Regions from separate parts of the Rattus norvegicus genome. Here region 1 is linked to region 2. The links are chromatin contacts, called in public Hi-C maps. All regions are on one chromosome and are shown on one strand. Each heading gives the region's core, a stretch centred on a gene start, on an enhancer-like site or on the middle of the called end of the contact. The rest is flanking DNA. Distances are from core to core; before and after follow the strand shown. Region 1 holds the start of Grhl2 (grainyhead-like transcription factor 2). Region 2 has its middle 110 kb from the start of Grhl2.

Evidence for each region. A called contact is a pair of places that touch in the nucleus more often than the background predicts.
Region 1: a Hi-C map of mammary epithelial cells shows a contact between it and region 2, with 3 times the contacts expected there. The contact joins the promoter of Grhl2 here to the enhancer-like site in region 2. A contact is called at or near these places in 3 of 12 Hi-C or Micro-C datasets (frontal cortex, hepatocytes and mammary epithelial cells).

Annotation. Positions count from the first base shown.
Region 1 is chr7:70,284,139-70,286,838 of GRCr8, reverse strand. Grhl2 (grainyhead-like transcription factor 2) reads right to left here and starts at 1,329. Exons shown (of 16, transcript NM_001134527.1): 1 at 1,177-1,329. The coding sequence starts at 1,196.
Region 2 is chr7:70,178,203-70,180,902 of GRCr8, reverse strand. No RefSeq gene overlaps it. Among named protein-coding and RNA genes, the nearest start is that of Grhl2, 110 kb to the left of the region's middle. Within about 2 kb of position 1,347, at least 63 of the 93 cell types and tissues checked have an H3K27ac peak or open chromatin away from gene starts, as enhancers often do. A contact at or near this core is called in hepatocytes, where this site is marked.

The DNA.
Region 1 (2,700 bases), core at 80-2,579, 110 kb before region 2:
GCAAAAGTGCGGCTCTGAGCCTTTCCAATAGGACGTAACCAGTTCCCGGCCTAGGACGCCCCGGGAGGAGGGGGAAGGAAGTGTCGCCACCGAATGGAAGGAGGGCAGCGGGACCCACCTCCCGCTCCCTCCCGCTCCCGCCCTCGGCCCCACCTCCCCCGGCTCGCACAAAGCCGTCCCCAAGGCGGGGACCGCAACGGACCAGGCCCCGCGCCCCGCGGCTCACGCGGCTCCCCGGCAGTCCAGAACTCCGATCGAGGACGCGGAGAACCCAGAGTCCCCGTGCACCACTGTCCTCCCCCATCCCTCTGCCATCGACAGCCCTTGCGAAGGCCGATTGAGCCCCAAGCCCGAGGTGGCGGCCTCCAAAGTGTGGGCCGCGCGGTCATCGGACGCGTACGAGCCAACGACGTCGGGGCGCAGGGAGACCAGCCTAAGTGTGGGCGCCCCTTCGTACCCGACCTCAAAATCAGTCCCCACTCCCGAGAGGTCCTGCCCCACACCTGCGCGAGGTGGCTGGACACTGCGTGGGGGGCGGGAGGGAACGAAAAGCAAGCACACACAGGGACCCGCCATCGCGGCCTGCCCGCGCCTCCGTCCCGTCGGGGACCCGCGCTGGGGTGCACATGCACCCCAGGTCGCCGCAGTGGGGAAGATGGCCGTGTCTGCAATCGCATAAAAGCCCTTTGTTGAGAGCACACAAAAGCGGCCCAGACCGCTTTTCCAGCAGGCCCTTTGGCCTAATCGAAGGAAGTCTACTGAACTTCCAAATGGCCCAGGAAATCTGAGGCTGGGGAGCACCTCCAGGCAAGGGAATAACTACAGGCCTCCCGCCACCATCTGCCAAAACCTCAATCAGTGCCCAAGGGTCCGTCCGGTCGGGGAAGTGGGAGCTGAGCTCATTCGTCGGGGAGGAAGCAAAGAAAACCCACGTTTACTAGCAAGGCCCAAAAACAAGTATTAAACATTCACGTTCGTGTAGGGTCTCTTCCCTGAATCAGGGTAGAAATATAATCCTAGAGGGTCTGGATCCATCAAGAAGAAAAAAATAAAAAGAGAGGAAAAAAATACAAAACCAAAATCCAACAATAGCGACTTAAAAAAAAAATAACAAACCAGTTGCCATCAGCCCAAAGGGGCAGCGGCAGCCGCCGCCGGCGCGTGCGACCCACTTACTTGTCCGACTCTTGTGACATGTTTGATCCAATGAACTCGCTCCCCTTTTCCTGGAGCCTCAGCCTCTGGTGAAACTGGACTTTCAAGTCTGTGCAGGTGAAGGTGTGTGAGAGCGCCCGAGATGGCAGAACAAGAGCTACAGGTAATTCTGCTTTCGTCCCCCCTCACCACTCTCGCTCGCCCGCTCGCTCGCGCCCTCACCTAGCCGGAAAGGTGGGATGGGGGGGAGGGAGCCCTCACATGGGGCCCGCGCTCGGAGGCGGCCCGGCGGCGCGGAGTCCTCCCGGATCGCGGCAATGGGCAGACACAGAGCGCAAAGTGGCGGACTTGGGCGGCCACAGGTAACTTTCTCGCAAGGCGCTGAATTCTTTCACTAAAGGGTACAAGCCCGAGGGCCGAGCTGCGCGGTGATTGGCTACGGAGCTCCCTCAGGTGAGCTGCCATTGGTAGAGGCGCGCTCAGGTAAGGCCCTTCTCCAAGTGCAGGTCACTCACTGTGAAGTTTACCTGAGTGGAGCGGTGACACGCTGGAGACTCTGCGAGCTGACTTCTACCCACTTTCGACTTTCTTCCCTGACTAGGGGCTGGGGTAGAGGTGATGGGAGAGAAGGAGCAGGGAGCACCGCCTGCAGACACTAGGTACTGCGGGTCAAACCGAAGGACGATCGAGGGCTGAACCCAGGAATCAACAAGCCACCCGGAACCAAATGGCCAGTTCACCACCTGCCACTTGACACCCGCTGGACGAGAACTGAGTGACGGGCAGAAGAGTCAGGGAGCTAGAGTTACGCTATGCTAAGAGTGGGAAAGAAACAGAGATTGCCGGGTCTCTTGCGTAATTGCATTGTTAGCATTCTTATCCACAACAAACTCTTCTCGTGCTCTGATGCATAGAAGATAGCAGGTCGTTTTCAGTTTTCAAACAGTCGAGCGACCTTTCCTGAGCTGGATCTATGAAGTGCGGCGAGGCTTTGATGGAGAAAGGAGATTCGGTTGAAGAGACTCTTAAGATGGCCCGGGCGCACCTTTTGCATCTCTCCGCAGACTGGGATTCCTGCACTGCGGAACAACTACTGCATCTGTTCCATAAGCCTGTCGCCGGTTGACATTTCTAGGCAAGCATCAACATTTACATTGTAATTCAATAGAAGCAGCTACTACAAAGGCGCTTTTATCCTTGCAGTTTAATATGGTTGCCAGGGGAACAACGCAGGATGAAACTGACTTGTTTGTGTGGTTTTCTCTTCTGCTCCGGAACAGTTCGAAGTAGCCTGATGTACTTTATAATCGCTTGTGGAAGTTCTGACAGGGACCTAGCCTATCCGTGCGGATTGTGGAAACACAGGAGGGTTTGGAGAGCTTTGCCACGTCTTATGTCAAGTCAGCACTGGAGCGCCGAAGCTGTCAGGCCTGACACAACTTCTGTATTAAAACTTTTGCAGGTCACATGGTTTGGGGGGATTAAATTACGGGACTAGGTTTGGTTGTTCCTTATTTCCACTCTTAGCAAATGACTTTCACATTT
Region 2 (2,700 bases), core at 98-2,597:
TGTGCATGTGTGTGAATGTGCACCGCATGTATACGAAGGCATGGGTACGGGCTGGAGAGATGGCTCAGTGGTTAGAGCACCGACTGCTCTTCCAGAGGTCCTGAGTTCAAATCCCAGCAACCACATGGTGGCTCACAACCATCTGTAATGAGATCTGATGCCCTCTTCTGCTGTGTCTGAAGACAGCTACAGTGTGTATAATAAATAAATCCTTTTTAAAAAAAGTAACAGGGGTTAGGGATTTAGCTCAGTGGTAGAGCGCTTGCCTAGCAAGCATAAGGCCCTGGGTTCGGTCCCCAGCTCCGGAAAAAAAAATAAAATAAAATAAAAAAGTAACAGGCTACTCTTTTAAAAAGGCATGGGTACATATGGTCGAAGTGTAGGTCTGTGCATGCATACATACATACATACATACCGATTTGTGTACGGGGTGCATGTTACTATGTGTGTGCCACACGAATTCAACTCTCTGACAAGGAAGATTAAGGGAGTTGTGCAAGGGCAGTTCTGGCACAGAGAAGAGAGAATTATCATTCCACACTGCTCAGAAACTGCCAGTTGACTGTGGGCAGACGCGCAGCACACTACCCGTAACACCCCATGGGCTAGCTAGTGCCTGACTTGGGGTCTGGTGAGGTTCCCTTTTCTCAGATATGAGTGGCAGAATATAGTGTTCTGTCATAGAAAGCTGAGGCGTGACTGGGTTTAGAACCATATAGACTTGAGCTCCATTTCATGCTCTGCCTGCAGTCACTCCGGGACTGAGAGCAAGCCACACCACCTCTCTGGCCCTCCCTTTCCCTGTCTAGCAAGGCACATCAGAAAGCGATATAATAATTGACAGTTTTGTCCTGATGAACGAGGAAAATCTTTTTTTCAGTGTTTCCTTTTTTTTCAAAGCTGTCACTTTGTGCCTAATCCGCAGTGAAGCCAGGCTTCCTGGCTGGTTAGAAGATGGTCTGTAGCCCATCTTAATGACCCATTAGGTCTCTTTGGAAGCCACTGACAAATAAAGCCCCGGGGTCACAAAGAGTTAACGCTGTAGAGCCAGGGCAACCCCGCAGAGTTCAGCCAAACGTTCTTCAACTGGGACCAGGAAAAAGTACCTGTTACACAACAAACCCTCTGCTAGCTGAAAATACCGACCAGAGCGAATAATGCCTGTTTAAAAATGAAATAGTACACCTGAGTCAGCTGATAGCCTGACTCTTCAAAGGTCTGAAGTGAAATAAAGAAAGGCCGCCTCAGCAGGGAGGCCGCGGTGGCGTTGGGGGAGAGCCAGGCGGAACAAGGACGCAGTGGCCGCCAGGCCACCTGCCCGGGAGGCGGGACCTGAGTCAATAAAGCCACTAAGCAAACAGTCATGCTCAGTTTGTACAGTGGTTGAGGCTTGTGGGCGGAGGAGCGCTGGAAGCCGGCACACATCCCCCGTTAAATCCCAGCCCAGCTCCCAGCTTTGTTTACATGGCTCGTCTCACCGCAAGATGGCGGCCCGTGGGGTGCGGGGCAGCTTCGGGCGAGCGGGAGCTGGGCCGGGGACTGCACCCTGGGGCGGCTCCCCTGCCTGCATCCTCTCACACAGCGGTACTGAGATCCGTTATCTTGATGAAACAGGGCTGGGAGGAGGGAATAAGGATGTAGGGGTGGGGCTCTTTAGCCTAGTCACTTAGACAGTGGGGGTGAGTCTCAGGATAATCTACACTGTATAACATTTCATATTTTGGAAGTAGTAAGAGCTGAGAAGAAGGCAGCTTCCATGCAGAGCATGCGCGTGTCTCTCATCTCTGCGACAGGAAGTTTTGCTGCCTCATGCCTGAAATCCTAGCACTCAGGAAGCTGAGTCAGGATGATGGCTGTCAATTTATGGTCTGCTTGGCTTACATCGTGAGACTATCTTAAAAACAAACCAAATAAACAAGCAAACAAAAGTTAAAAGGACAGTGGAGTTTGAGTCGGAGATGCAAATGGGGTATCAGTAGTAACCAGGCCTAAGAGCTTCCACGTTGTCTGCTTTGAAATTTCTTCTCCTAAACTGGGTGGAGGATGGTCCACGCTTTTAATCCCAGCACTCATGATGTCTGATTTTGAGGCCAACCTGGTTTACAGGGCAAGCCTCAGGACAGCCAGGGCTACATAGAGAAACCCTGTCTTGCAAAACAAGCAAACAAGCAAGCAAGCAAGCAAACAAAATCTCTTCTTTCCTCAAGAACTCTGTTCCTTCTCAGCAGCGATTTTAATCAGGGAGCTGGGGTGGCCCTCATGAGACCTTTGTCAAAAGCTGGAGGCATGCTTAGCGGTGGTAACATGCTGGGGTGCTACTGTAGGTGGGGATCAGAATAGTGGTTGAATATCTGACAGTGCACAGCTCTCCACATCAAAGTATTCTCCAGCCCCAAATGTCAACAGTGCTGAGGTTGAACTGTGCTCTCATGTCTTACCGCTATTGAAAAGTATCTATTTAAGTCACAATACGACCTGAATGGCTGGCAGTCCGCATAGAAACCTAGGGCAAGTTGATTTTTAAAGAGGTTTCTATTTGAGAGCTCTAAATCAATCTCAATGTGTCTCTCTCTGTATCTCTGTCTGTCTGTCTCTCTCCCCTGTCTCTGTCTCTGTCTCTCTCTCTCTCTCTCTCTCTCTCTCTCTCTCTCTCACACACACACACACACACACACACACACACACACACACACACACACA